Linked DNA regions of Triticum aestivum: region 2 is linked to region 1. A link is a contact called in public Hi-C data. All regions are on one chromosome and are shown on one strand. Each heading gives the region's core, a stretch centred on a gene start, on an enhancer-like site or on the middle of the called end of the contact. The rest is flanking DNA. Distances are from core to core; before and after follow the strand shown.

The links. Hi-C and Micro-C count contacts between places; a contact is called where the count stands out from the background.
Region 2: a Hi-C map of leaf shows a contact between it and region 1, with 6 times the contacts expected there. The contact joins the enhancer-like site here to the promoter of LOC123091519 in region 1. A contact is called at or near these places in 2 of 5 Hi-C or Micro-C datasets (both in leaf).

The regions. Positions count from the first base shown.
Region 1 is chr4B:143,545,099-143,552,695 of IWGSC CS RefSeq v2.1, forward strand. It overlaps LOC123091519, which reads right to left and starts at 2,462. Exons shown (of 2, transcript XM_044513054.1): 1 at 1,728-2,462. The coding sequence starts at 2,313. The coding sequence ends at 1,975.
Region 2 is chr4B:143,693,843-143,701,082 of IWGSC CS RefSeq v2.1, forward strand. LOC123091520 (stress response protein nst1) reads right to left here. Exons shown (of 3, transcript XM_044513055.1): 3 at 4,766-5,063. The coding sequence ends at 4,916. Among protein-coding and RNA genes, the nearest start is that of LOC123091520, 7.2 kb to the right of the region's middle. Within about 2 kb of position 3,574, at least 3 of the 8 cell types and tissues checked have an H3K27ac peak or open chromatin away from gene starts, as enhancers often do. A contact at or near this core is called in leaf, where this site is marked.

The DNA.
Region 1 (7,597 bases), core at 1,212-3,711:
CCGATCACCTCGACCTGAGAGGCGTATATGTGTGCATTAATTAAGCGCTTATGTGGAAGAAAGTTAAACTGGTAAAGCAAACCTACAGTTGAGAACATAAATTGAATCCCCTGATCCCTTTCTGTACCCAAAAAGACTCTTTCATCCAAGGAGATATAGGAACAAAATTTATCCTGATTAACGGGGAAGTCTATGTAAATAGAAAGACAGATTTATGGTAAACAGTAACAGTGGACACATGTTGTCGGGACCCAAACATCATCTTCATTCAGTAAAGTGGCTACATGACAAATCAAAGTCAAGAATCTAATGGGCCATCAGACTCAACTGCATAGGGGAAAAAATATGGACACCCATATTTATATTCCATTGAACATTAAAAAAATAGCATCAGGAGGCCATCAAAATTATTATGACTTCACTATGCATAGAAAAGGAACATCGAAAAAATATCAAGAAAAATCGCAGCCCAAGATATCACTTAAACCTGCATCACAACCAAAAAAGAGATGAATTATAGCATGCCAAACCTCCACATCATTAATTTGTTCACACGGTGGTGCTTCAAAAAAAGGAGGGAAATATATATCCATGTTTTGTTTAGTTCACAAAACTTGGCACCATATTGCTAGATTATTCTCTGTCAAGATTACGTCGCACACAATTTGAAATGAACATTCATTGTGTGCCTTTGGGTATTGCAGAGATTGATCTAATGAAATTGATCACCTTAAGTCTGATTTAAAGCTAACAAAAATCACAATAACACAACAGAACATAAGTTAGTGTGTCTCTGATTAACTTAGAAACAAACCTCAATGACCAGATCCATTTTTGTATTTTTAGTACAGTAATATTAGCCACAACACAAACACCAAAAAGGGTAGTTCTGGAAAGGCTTTCTAAGAATCAGAATTGTTTGGGAAACACCAAAATCTTTTTTGTGGCTGAATTTTTTTCTCAAATCTTAATAGATGTGTACTTTTCACCTTTTTTTAAGGAATTCATATTTGTAGTACAGCAGTAGCCACAGCCAAACAGCGAGCCAGTCATTATCAGAACATTCAGTCTTACACTACTTTGTAGAAGCAAAATTTCACCCATTTGGTAACTTATCGACTTTAATAAATGAATTGGACTCTGTCCTACAAGAACATGGCCCATCACTTGGCATAAAGCCATAAACACATCGAAACAGTTCTGGGCTGATTCGACTTGAACCGGAAGATAAACAGAGGAGAGGAGGAATTCTTTCTACAAGACTTGGAAGATTCAACTAGATGACAGCAAGGTAGAAGAACTCCTGGCCATCAGCACCTCATCTTCCCTGGCTTCGCCTTCCATGTGTGATTTAGCAAGAGTCGAGCAAAGGATCTGGTGTTTACAGAGCGGACAAGGTGAAAGGAGAGGTTTTTGGGTCTGCCGATGAACTGTTCATATCGTGGCAAGGCGCAAAGACGAGAGCAGAAAACATAAAGCTAAGGAAAGCCTTTAGTCCCAAACAAGTTGGGGTAGGCTAGAGGTGAAACCCATAAGGTCTCACAACCAACTCGTGGTTCTGGAAACAATGCAAGATAGGGAAAACTATGGTTTTATTCATATCGTGCCGCCCTCCACCCACTCTCCGGCTTACATACTGCCGTGAGCCACGATATTACAGGAAACAACTATAGTACTAAGCACTAACTGAAAATGACCAGGCTAGCTAACTGAAGAAACTGACTGACATGACCATGCTAGCTAACTGAAGAAAGTGAGTGACATTCCAGCACATCCCCCCTTGACTTCTGACTTGATTACTTGTGGTAGCCTCGCCTCCTCGACGCCGCAGTGTTCCGACATTACCAGAAAAAATAAGAGAAAATAGGTTATTCATATGATCTAGAAAGAATACTCTGCAATCCAATAGACACGAACAGGCTGACCTTCTTCAGAGACTTGGGCAAGCAGGCCTCAGGATTTAGCATCGATGGACTAGAAGATGGTGAAGTAAACCAGCTCCTCGACAGACAAAGCCTCGCGCTCCAGAATGCCTTCGTCTTCTTCCGCGGCAACCTGCTGAACCGCCTCCTCGGCACGGCAGTCCGGCGCCTCCGTCATCACGATGCAGCCGCGGCGGCAGGAAGAGGAAGCCGGACCTCGCCGGCGGCGCAGGGCGAGCCTGCGGTCGGAGACCGCCGACGACCATCCACGGGCCTCGGACTCGTCGGCGAGGACGAGATCCTCGTCGGCGGATCTCTTCTTCCCGGCGAGCGAGAGCTGGTCCACCAACGTGAGCGTCACGCTCATGCCATGGATGTCGACGCACGCCATATCCGGCACCGGCGGATGAATCGGCGAAATCGAAATCAAAAGTGGATCTTTGGAGCAGCAAAGGGCGCGGGAGGAAGAAAGAGCGAGGGAAAGGGGATTAGGTCAGGTATTTGGGATTTATCGATCTGAAATACGCCTCTTGCGTAGAATACAAGCTAATACGACTTCGTTATGCCGTATAAATTACGCGTCGAATACGACTTCGTTATACCGTACGCGCGTGAGGCTTATCCGCGGCCCGTACTTGGGCCGGCCGGCCCATATCGGATAGGCTGTTTCTTCGGTTTTTCTTTTTCTTCGTTTCCTTTTCCCTTTCTTTTTTATTTTTATTTTCTTTTTATATTATACTAAAAGTTCACCATGTGTTACGAAACTTTTTATCGTATATTAAGAAAATGTTCACCATATATTAAAAAAAGTTCATGTGCATCATAAAAATATTCATCATATGCTAAAAAATTCTTGAACATATTCTACAAAAAAGTTCAATATGTATTTTGAAAACGCTCAGATACCACTAAAAGATTGTCGGCGTATTTTTAAAAGGTTCAAAGCATATTTTCAAAATGTTCAGCGCACATTATGTATTGAAAACCGTTCACCGTACATGTTTAACAGGTCTTTGGAACGTATGCTTTGATGTCTACTTTTTCATATACATTGTACATGATTCATATACACCTGATATATTTTTTATGCCCATCAAATATTTTTCAATACCTGATTAACATTTTTCTTCAAACACATGGTTTTAAGTTTAGGTTTGAATACGATTAAACATTTTTTTCAAATACATGTTGGAATATATTTTTGAATGAGATCAAGTTTTTTCAGACTATCCTAACAGTTTGTATTGCATTAACATTTTTTCAAATATATTTGTTGATGTCTATCTTTTTATATAGGCTATACATTTTTCATATACATCAGAAACAGTTTTATATACATGTTTACATTTTTTAAATGCATGATTAACATTTTTTGCAAACTATATATGTTTGAATATGTGTTACTTTTTTCTTCAAATTCAGGGTTTTATTCATTTCAAGTAATTTTATTTTTAAAAATATGAACAAAAGAAAAAAAAACTCATGTAGTTGCACACCTGATGTATACATGTGTTGACTTAGATTTAGCTACGCACTGGAGGAGGGCGAGCCGCGAGTGAGGGAGCTTCCGGCGTTTTTTGACCGGGGCTATGTGTTGTACGGTTCAGGCGAGCGCCTCTTCCAACTCGCGTGAAGCGATATATAGGCATGCACATACCTGTGTCGCTCTACGATTCCATAACCAAGAGAAACGTGCTGGCAAGATGGGCTGCGACAGGGCCAAGATGCAACACGAGCAAAAAGGTAGGAAAACAAATCAGGCATCCACCCGTCATGGACTTTTCAGCCGGATCGCCTGGGTTGAGTCGTCCGGGCAGATCGGACGGCCCGAAGCCTCCCCGAGGCTCCCGCGGCTAGCCATCCAGCAACAGACGACAAGGAGGCTCTGCTCACGCGTGGAGAGCACAGGGAGGGGGGGTACTCCACCATCCTTTATAGGAGTAATGCCTTTCAGTTATGAGGTTCATAAGTTGAATAGAACACGACACTACATGATGTTGAAGTACAAGACATACAATAGGAGGCTAATCTTGATTTTAGCCTAATGTTGTGCTAATTCTATAGAGGTTTTATTTTAGGATAAAGTTTGTGAAGAGGAGATAAAAGGATATGATAAGAACACATGTTACTAGAGGATCCGATATGACACGGAGGCTAACCTTGATTTTAGTCTACTGTTGTGATAATTCTATAGGGGTTTTATTTCAGGATAAAGCTTGTGAAGAGGAGATAAAAGGATATGATAAGAACATATGTTACTAGAGGGGGATCCGATCGAGTGAAGTTATTAATGGAGTAAACGTTTGCTCCGCTATAGGTGGCCGCTGTTATGACCGGCATATTAGGGGCTTAGCCCAGTTAGTTGTGGCCTAGTTTATCTATGATAGCATGGCTCAATAGGGATGATAGACTACTCATATCAATAAGGAATTCCCTCTTTTCCAGGAGCCCATTCGGAAAGAAATCAAACGTTAAGCGTGCTCGGCTTGGAGTAATTTCAGGATGGGTGACCGACCTGGAAGTTGCTCCCGGGTGCGCATGAGTGAGGACAAAGTGCGTAGAAAAGACTAGTATTGATCTGTGGGGCCGGTCTAGATCCCGCCAGGAGTAACGACCACCGGCGGGTGTGTCCAAGGCGTTACAAGTTGGTATCAGAGCCAACCCTCATGGTTACACGGATGTTGGCGGACAGGTGCACGGTCATGTTGTTCATGACGTTTGTGACCCGTTGTGGCACACGGCATGGCACATGTATCGGACTGGATGCACAGATGTATGTGCCAAGAAGGAATGTTCCTGTGGCCTGACGAGGACGTCGGTTCTTCTGAGTGGGGGTGTATGTGATAGCCTGGCTTAATAGGGATGATAGACTACTCATATCAATAAGGAATTCCTTCTTTTCCGGGAGCTCATTCGAAAATAATTTCAAAGTTAAGCGTGCTCGGCTTGGAGTAATTTCAGGATGGGTGACCGACCGGCAAGTTGCTCCCGGGTGCGCACGAGTGAGGACAAAGTGCGCAGAAAAGACTAGTATTGATCTATGGGGGCAGTCTTGATCCCGCCAGGAGTAACGACCACCGGCGGGTGTGTCCGGGGGGTTACATTATCTTATCCTTATTAGGGGCTTAGCCCAATCATCTTATTAGGAGGATTATATAAACTCGTGTAAGGACCCATTTTGGGATTAAGCAAGAAGCAATCATATTTGCTCGGCTTCCTTAGGGAACCGGGAGACCTAACCCTAGCCGTCGCTGCGCTCTCTCTCTCTCCCTCTCTCTCTCGCGTGCGCGCGCACACGCAACGATGGCGCCCCAGCGCCGGTGACCACGCCTTCCTCCATGCCATCCCTCCTTCCGCCCCTACAACCTGAGACCACGCCCTGGTAGGGATCCGATTCCTACCAATTTGGTATTAGATAGCTTCGGTGCGATCATGTCCTTGTCGCCGCCCACCCCGACCCTTCCGCTGCCAACCGCGACGACCGCCCCGATGGCCACCACGGCCAGCGCCCTACTCTTGCCGGTGCCAGTCACCTCTGTCGCACCCGTCCCCGTCGCATTCACCCCGGAGGAGATGACGACTGCCATCCGGAATCTCACCCAGGCGGTCATGGGTATCTACACGTTCCTCGCGAGATCCTATGAGCCGCAGCCGCCTGTGCCCTTCGCCAGCGCCCCGCCGCCGCAGCAGCCGTCGTGGTAGCCGCCATGCAGCAGCTGCCGTGGCAGCCGCCACCAGCGATGAACCCCGGCGCCTCCACCATGCAGCAGGGGCAACAGCTACAGCCGTCGCCACCAGCGACCGCGGCCCTGGGCATCCCAACGACGGGCCCGGGGGTGCCCATCCACCAGGTCCAGTTTCCCCCGTAGTCGTCTCCGTTACCGGGCTGGCTCGCTGGGTCCCTTGCGCCGGTCTACACGATGGCCTTGGTCGGGCCACACATGCTGCCTCCGTCGGCGACGCACCCAGCCATGTAGTTTGGCGGGTCCTCGGGCTACGCTGAACCCTTCGCCAACGTCGATGGGCCCCTGTTCCAGGGCGACACCCTGATGCCCGCCTACTCGGCCCCGTCATCCTTGTTGCGCCGTGCTGACAAGGCGCACCCACCCGTCGTCCACTTCCAGACATCGCCGGGATTCTCCAAGCTGGAGTTTGCGACCTATGACTACACCGTCGACCCCCTGAATTGGCTCAACCAATGCGACCAATTTTTTAGGGGACAACACATGCTCGTGTCTGACCGCACCTGGATCGCCTCGTATGATCTCCGAGGAGCCGCGCAGACGTGGTGCTACGCCCTCGAACAGGACGAGGGCGGCATGCCACCATGGGAGCACTTCCGTGAATTGTGCCTCTTGCGCTTTGGTCCGCCTATACGCAGGAGCCGTCTGGCGAAGCTTGGACGTCTTCCATTCCTCACCTAGGCGCAAGACTTCGCCGACCGCTTCCAGGCACTGGTGTGCCATGCCCCGGGCGTTTTGGCTCGTCAGCAGGATGAGCTCTTCATCAGCGGCTTATCTAATCACATTCGCATGGACGTGGAGGTGTTGTAACGCCCCGGATACAACTTTCCATATTCGTAACTCCGACTCTTGCCATTTCCGGCTATGTGATTTATTATTTCCTCCGTGGTTGGGTTTTTGTCTGTTGTTTTGCATTTTGTTCTTATTATGCATCTCGTCTCATAGCATCATGCGCATTGCATCGGCATCGTTTTCATAAAACTTGCATCCGTCCGGGTTTCCCCGGTTCTCTCCGTTGTCCGTTCTGAGCCCGACCAGACTCGCACGCGCCCGCGGCACCTCCAAAATATTATTTTATAAGTGGCATAAAAATGTTCTCGGGATGGGTTGCAACTTGTCGTGCGGTCTTATTATGGTGTAGACAGGCCGCCTGCCAAGTTTCGTTGCATTCGGAGTCCGTTTGACTGCCCAACCGTTAAATATAACCGCGATATAGTCGGTATATTCGTCGGACGTTTCGGTCTCTGAAACAGTTGTCGGGCTGCATTTCTCCTCTCTCTCCTATCAGCCTAAGCCTCTCTCTCACACAGCCCACTAGCCCACCTATCTAACCCCCTCCGCTCCGGACCGTTGGATCGAGATACGATGTCCGAAAACGGATGGAAATTCCCCAAACCCTAGCCCTACCTATAAATGGAAGCCTCCCTTCCATTTTTGGCAGCCAAGCCCCCTCCTCGAGCCCTGCGCCACCAACCTCCCTCCGTTTCCGCGCCCGGCCAGCCATCCACCTCCACTTGGCCTCCTCCCGCGCCGCCACGTCGCCGCCCAGACGCGCCCGCGGCCAACCCGGACGCGCCATGTCGCTCCAGCCCCGCTCCCCGCCGCCGCAGTCCGCGGAACCCAGGCGCGACCCGCCCCGGGCCCGATCTGGGCCGCACCAGGGCCCGCGCGCGCCGCCGCTCGCCCGTCCTTGCGCCCCGCCGCCCGCTCGTCCCTCTGCTCCAGCACCTCCCCGCCGCCTCGCAGAACCTCCCCGGAGCGCCGCCGTCCGCGACCCCGTCGCCGGAGCGCCCGTGCCGCCCTGCGAGGTCGCTGCCTCCCTCTCTCTCCCGTCTCCTTCCTCTTCTTCTCTCTCTCTCAGATCCCTCTCTCTCCCTCTCTAGGAACCCCGCCGCACTTGGAGCTCCTCGCCGGAGTCGCGCATGTTGCCGC
Region 2 (7,240 bases), core at 2,324-4,823, 150 kb after region 1:
GGTGAAGGAGGTGGCCACTACCCACCGGGGCACGCCCGGGACCTTGGCCGTGGGCTGGTGCCTAGTGGGCCCACCTTAGCCCATCTTAACGTGAGACCGGCGCTAGAATATCCTATAAATAGAGAAACCACCAGAAATAACCCTAGAACTTTGACTCCGCCGCCGCACGCCTCTGTATCCTCAAAATACCATCTGGAGCCCTATTCTAGCACCCTATCGGAGGGGGAAATCATCACCGGAGGCCATCTTCATCATCCCGGCGGCCACCATGATGAGGAGGGAGTAGTTCACCCTCTAGGCTAGGGGTATGTACACGCTATGTGTTTGATCTCTCTCTCTCTCTCATGTTCTTGATTTAGCACGATCTTGATGTACCGCGAGCTTTGTTAATATAGTTGGAGCATATGGTTCGCTATTATCGGATTGAATACTTCTATGGATTTGAGAACACTTGAAATATGTCTTGCATATGAATGCCCGTAGTTACAATGGGGTATTATATTGATTCACTTGATGTATGTTTTGTCACTCAACTCGCGGATTTCCGAGGTGACATTGGGGTGGGGTAATCTATGCACAGGGGTTGATGCACTTTTCGTCCTACTTTCTCCGGTAGAAATCTTGGGGCACTCTTTGAAGTTCTTTGTGTTGGATTGAATATTATGAATCTGAAGTTGGTTGATGCATATCAAATAATCAACTCACGGATACTTATGGTGACATTAGAATTGGTTGATGTGTATCATATGGTGTTATTTTAGTACGAACTCCAGGGTTTTTTGTGACACTTTTAGGAATAGCTCAATAGATTGATAGGAAAGGATAACTTTGATGTCATTTCGTACCCTACAACAATTTTATCTTATGTTCTCCGCTAGATAAAAACTTTGGAGTGGTTCTTCATCGCACATTGAGGGATTGTTATATGATTCAATTATGTTAGCACTGTTGAGAGATTGCACTAGTGAAAGTATGAACCCTAGGCCTTGTTTTCAAGCATTGCAATACCGTTTTTGCTCTATTTTATCACTTGCTACCTTGCTGTTTTTATATTTTGAGATTACAAAAACCTATATCTACTATCCATACTACATTTGTATCACCGAACTAGTGCACCTATACAATTCACCGTTGTATTTGGTGTGTTGGGGACACAAGAGATTTCTTGTATTTGATTGCAGGGTTGTTTGAGAGAGACCATCTTCATCCTACGCCTCCCACGGATTGATAAACCTTATGTCATCCACTTGATGGAAAATTGCTACTGTCCTACAAAACTCTACGCTTCGAGGCCCAACACGAGTCTACAAGAATAAGTTGTGTAGTAGACATCAGTCAGCAGTGATCAACACACACGGTCCACCCAATCGAACGGCAACGTTATCGAATCCTCCAACGATCACGAAGCAAACAAACCCAACAAAAAAATCAGTGATCGGGCTTCTGCCATCTCATCAAACAGACCACACGGAGTGACCAAAGAGAAAGCTAACATTGAGAGCACAATCTTAGAAGGGCTGCAACCGACAAGAAGAGGTTCTCAATGGCTACAAGCACAAAGAGGAAGACAATGTTAGCGTGCAAAAGGCGTAGAAGGAGACAACATACAAACCTCGGCAAGACCAACTCGCATGCGGTTATGGCCTCTCCCATGAACTGGCAGACCTGCAGCTGTGCGCCGTCGTGTCGAAGAATACCCGTGTGGAAGCCACGCCCATCGCTCTGCACCTCGCCCAGCATGACACCATCGTCTTAGGCCCTGTTTGTTTGGGCTTTTGCTTCTGCTTTTGCAACTTTTTCACTTTGACAAAAAAGCTCCTAAATAGGTGCTTTTTGCTTCGGCTTTTGGCTTATGCCATCTTATAACAATATTGATTCATAAGCCAAAAGCTGAAGCAAAAAAAAAAACCTATTTAAGAGCTTTTGTGGCTTTTTTGCCAAAGTGAAAAGGCTGCAAAAGCAGAAGCAAAAGCCCAATCAAATTGGGCCTTAATCACCTCAACCAGCTGGCAGGACGATCACGACGAACAACCAAAGAGCTCACAGACCACCATCCATTGCAATTAGAGAAGAAACACACGAGAGGAAGTCGTGATGCTTTGGTAGATGTGAGGCGGCGGGGAAGAAGGAGGGAGCGACGACACGAAGATAACCCATGCATGCTGAACCGACATGAAACACATACCGATATGCGGGGCCAGCATGCCCGACCAATAGGCTCACCAATCTGAGGCGTCGACCCAACACACAGAAAGACGGAGCCAACCAATAGCCCAACCGCAAGAAACAGCCGAGTAAACCGGAGGACGTGAGATGACAGGAACAAAAGAGGGCGCGAAGATGCGAAAATACCTTCACACGCTAAACCAATATGAAACACAGGCCGACATGCGGGACCAGCAACCAGTAGCCCGCAAAAAAATGGTGCTAGTCGACCAGGCCCAACAGCGTGCAACTACCGAGCGAACGAAAACAAGCCAGCTGGACAAAGCCAACTATGATGACAAGCCGAGTAGGCAAACGGCCTACACATACCAAAAACAGATATTAAACTCGCCCCACAAACGCCAGCCGGACATAAGAGCATCTCCAGCCGTTGCGCCCCTCACCAGGCGTTTTTTCGGCCTCCTGGGAGACCCCGGCGAAATTTTTACAGCCGGGAACGAGATTCTTCCAGCCGCGCCCCTACAACTCGTCCTGCGCGCGCCTTGCAGCTCGCCACGCCCCCTGCAGCTCGGGGCCGCCCCTCGCAGCCGCCGCCGCCCACCCACGCCCCCATCCAGGAGCTAGCAGCCACGCCACGCCGCCCGGCCCTCCTCGGCCGCATCTGCCGCCACGCTCATCCCTCCCCCTCGAGGGGCTAGCGTTCCCCCGTTTGGCCGCCGTGCCGCAGCTGCTCCCCCGTCCGGCAGATGCGGCGTCGCCTCTGCTCCATCCACCTCGGGTCCGGAAGCCACGCCCCTGTCCCCGCCGCAGCTGCTCCCCCGTCCTTCACGGCCGTCGCTGGAGCGCGGGGACGGGACCGGCGACTGCTTCCACACGGCCAGCGGCGACGTGCCGTTGGCGTCGGCCTTGCCGTTGCGCCCCTTGGCATCGCTGGCATCCGCGGACGCGTTGCGGATGTTGCACTCGAAGTGCGGGTGCAGAAGATGTCGAGGAGCCCCTCGTCCCTGTCCGCGCCGACTGTGCGCCGGCCGCGGCTCAGCGCGTAGGTGGCCTGCAGCGGGCGGCTGGAGGCCGACGTGCCCGGTCCTTCGAGCCGCCCCCTGCAGCACGCGGCCGACCCGGCCCTGGAGCTCGTCCCCGCTCCCTGGCCCCGCACCGTGAGCTCGCCCGTGTCTAGCGTGGAGGAGCGGCAGCGGCGAGCAGGAAGAGCAGGGTGCGGGCGGCGTGTGCGCCATTTCCACCGGCGCTGTGCGCGGCGAGGCGAGGGCGGCTGCGAGCCGGGCGCAGCGAGGCGAGGGCGGCGGCGTGCCGGGCGCTGCGAGGCGAGAGAAGGAGAAGAGAGAGGAGTCGCAGAGAGGATGGGTGTGTGGAGGGGAGCACGTGGGTGGGCCAGGGAGGGAAAGAGATGGGAGAGGAAAGAGACGCTGCCAGGTGGGTCAGCTCGTGTAAAACAGCGAATTAAGCCCCCCGGGTGCCCCCCAGGTTTCTGGGATCGCGTTGGGGTTGCCGGCTCTGTTTTCGGCTATATCTGTGCTAAACAAGCTCATGGGGGCGTGAGAGAAACTTTTTTCGCCCGCCGGCGATGAAAAAACGCTCCTGGGGGCCTTCTCAGGGAGGCGGCTGGAGATGCTCTAACTCGCAGCAGCAGCCATCAGATCAGAAAAAGTCTCACCGCGCCCGGGCAAACCCACCCCCTGCACCACCCGTCATAGACCACGAGGCGGATCGCTCGTGCACGCGCTATCCAGGCAAATCAGACGGCGCAGAGAGCCCCTGAGGCATGCCACCTAGGAACAGAAAGCACAAAGGCGCTCTTCACCCTCGAAGGCGGGTACTCCAGTACTTATAGGAATAATTCCTTCATTTTGGAATCTCGCGAGTCGGAAGACCTTTAGCACATACTCCCTCCGTCCTTTAAAAAGTGTACATCCAATTTTCTTGAAAAGTCAAACTTTTTTATATTTGACCGTGTCTATATAATAATACATCAACATTTATGCCATCAAATTAGCAGCATTAGATTCGTGATAAAATATACTTTGTCATATACCTATTTGATTTCACAAATATTGATATATTTTTGCACAAATTCGGTCAATCTTTGAGATAGTTTGATCCTCCAACAAAGTTGGAAGTACACTCTTTAAAGGACGGAGGGAGTAATATGCACTTGCTCTAGACTCGGTATTTGCTTCACTGTCAAAAGATAACAGGCTTTACTGTTGTCATCTAAATTATCCAAGATATCAAAAGATAACTCTAGTTTTCACTGCAAATTTTAGAACACCTCTCATGGAAATATTAAATAAGGTAGGATGCATGCAGATTAAACAAAATTTGCAGGACCATCTACCATCACTGAGATGAAACACAAAAAGGGTAAAATAGAAATTCCTGGATAAGATGCACCGAGGGAGATAATGCCAGCAGCTCCAGCTAGCGGGCAAGTGACCTACAACAAACCTGATGATCTCTCACCGTCAGACTGCAAGGGTAAGAACGAATCAGATCGGCCAGCGATGCAATGCCCGCTCTCAATGAATTCAAGCCGCATTTTGCATTAAACCCACGAGATACTACGCCACTCAAAAACATCAGGTGAGCGCAACATAACACGTGAGGATATCACTAAATAAAAGGGCTATGTTTCGTTTTGGCGCAAAGGAATACAGTCTGGTCCAACATATCTCCTCAACTCCCTAAACTAGAAGGTGGGAGGCAAGGGAAGGGAGCCTTGGCTCAGGCAATGTCATTTTGTAGGTTCCATGCTGTCTCTTTTTTGATCGAACGACCAAACTGACTGCGTATCAGGATTAGTTGGAAATAAGCCAGCATGCGCTCCAGTCGGTGAGTGGATTTGACTTGCTCCCTGAGGTCCATTCAGCACCAGATCCTCCCTGCATTAATTAGTCATAACAAGGCATGAGTTTCTATTTTATAAACAAGCATAACACTCCTAATAATCCGATGACACAGGTAAACAATTAAATGGCCCTAATATTTTTTTACTAGTAGTTTTAAGATAATTTTCTCGGCATTAGAGTGCTTACAAGGATCAAAGTATCTACCACAAGACAAATAGCCTCACATTCAAGTGAAGAACAGAACACCACAGTCAAGAAAAAACTAATCTTCAGGTACTGTAAAGTGATGGTGAATGATTAACTTAAACCCCTATATGTAACCTGGTCAATGCAGACAACCTTCATCAGACCTAGTAAATATTGATGGTTTGTGTATATCTGTAACTCTCATCACAGTGAATATTGCTGTATGGGCGCAAAATCGAATACACAAGATACTTGTCCAAGCTAAGTTACATAATTAAATCCAGTAAGCATAAATTAATATATACCCTAGAGATAGCGCTATTTCAAAACTGTTCTGTTCCTGCCATTAGCCACCTCTGTACCAACCCAACAGCATTGCTACTCTGACCTCCAGAAAAACGGTAAGAGAAGGAGCAATTTTCAACACAACGAAAAACCAGATGAACAAAATCATGATATTCTCAACCTTGGCCCCGAAAATCTGAGCTGAAAAGTTTGCACACAGAAACTAGTTTAACATGAATGACAACTACAAATTGCCAAAGATTCTGAATTGATATCCATAATAAGTTCTTAATACCAGCCATACACACAGGTATAAGAGCTAGCTCCGCCGAATTGGAGTTGTCGTTGGCTAAAGGACTCGAGAATGGAACCAAGTTTGTTAGACATTAGACCAGTTGCACCATCCCTACGAAGTACACTAGCATGACCAAATTGATCTAGCTAAGCTAAGATTATACTCATTTTGTGTTTCTAGAAGTTGCCTCCACAACCATTTTTTACAAGAAAGGCATGTCTCACCAATGCAAGCGGGGAAACAAAACAAGTTATCAAGTTCAAAGATGCCTCACTCACAAGTCACAACAAGGCCAACATGTAAGAAGGTACTCCCTCCATCCGAAAAAGCTTGTCCTAAGCTTGTCCCTCAAATGGATGTATCTAGCACTTGATGCTAGATACATCCATTTGAGGGACAAGCTTTTTGGGACGGAGGGAGTAACTAACTACCACTAGTGAATTGCAATGTATAAAAAAACAAAAGACACCCAGAATGTCAAAAGCTATATGCTAGCAAACTATCAGTTCTTGAAGGTCACGGAATAAATCCACAATGAAATATATAAACAACAATCCTCAAGCCATCATTCAGAAGTTCAAAGGTTGTGGCACTGTACAATCTAAAGCAAATGAATGATTCATTTCATTTGGTTGATACCCAATTTCATGAGATATTAACATGTCCTAACTTCTAAAGTGAGCATATTGTCGTGATCCCTTATATGCAAGGAATATGTAATCCTTACATGAGGTACGCTGGTAAAGTAAACCTAAACTACATGATACCAGATCGTTTGCAAAATTTATGGCATGTTTTGACTGCCCAAAAATGAGTTCCACACAAATTTCTTGTAGAATCCTTTGTTAGTGGTTAAATCACAATCATAAGAAAGTTCTTTGATAGATGAATGGCAGTTATGTCCATTTGTGTAAAATAGCATATGCCATATGTATTATTATTGGATTAATTCTTCGTCAAAGCTGGTAGTCAAAATATGTCTTACGTCTTGCAACAGAGGAATTATCAAACACAATTTTTTATATATATTTACTTGCAACAAGCCAACAAACAAAACAACCGTACAAGACACAGAAATGCACATGCTGAAGTTTTAAGCCAAAAGACACTGAATCATTTCACTGAGCACAGTAAGCAGTAACCAAGCATCATCTATCCACTCCACTTCACAACTTTTCATTCAAAGTACAAAGACTTGATGGCTGGCAGGCACTTCAGTAAACAGTATTTTATTTACAATTTGTGCTACTAGCCTACTACGCTGAAAAACGAATTACTGCTAAGTCTCTTCAAATAAATGGAAATAATATTTATGATCTACAATAGATTTGAAAGTAGTCTTGACTAACAAGTACACATAATATGTTGTGTCATGTCCAGGTTTAAGACTTAAGAGTTGGACTAGGGCCTAACCTGCCAAACACCCTGGGGTTACAGAGGGTCA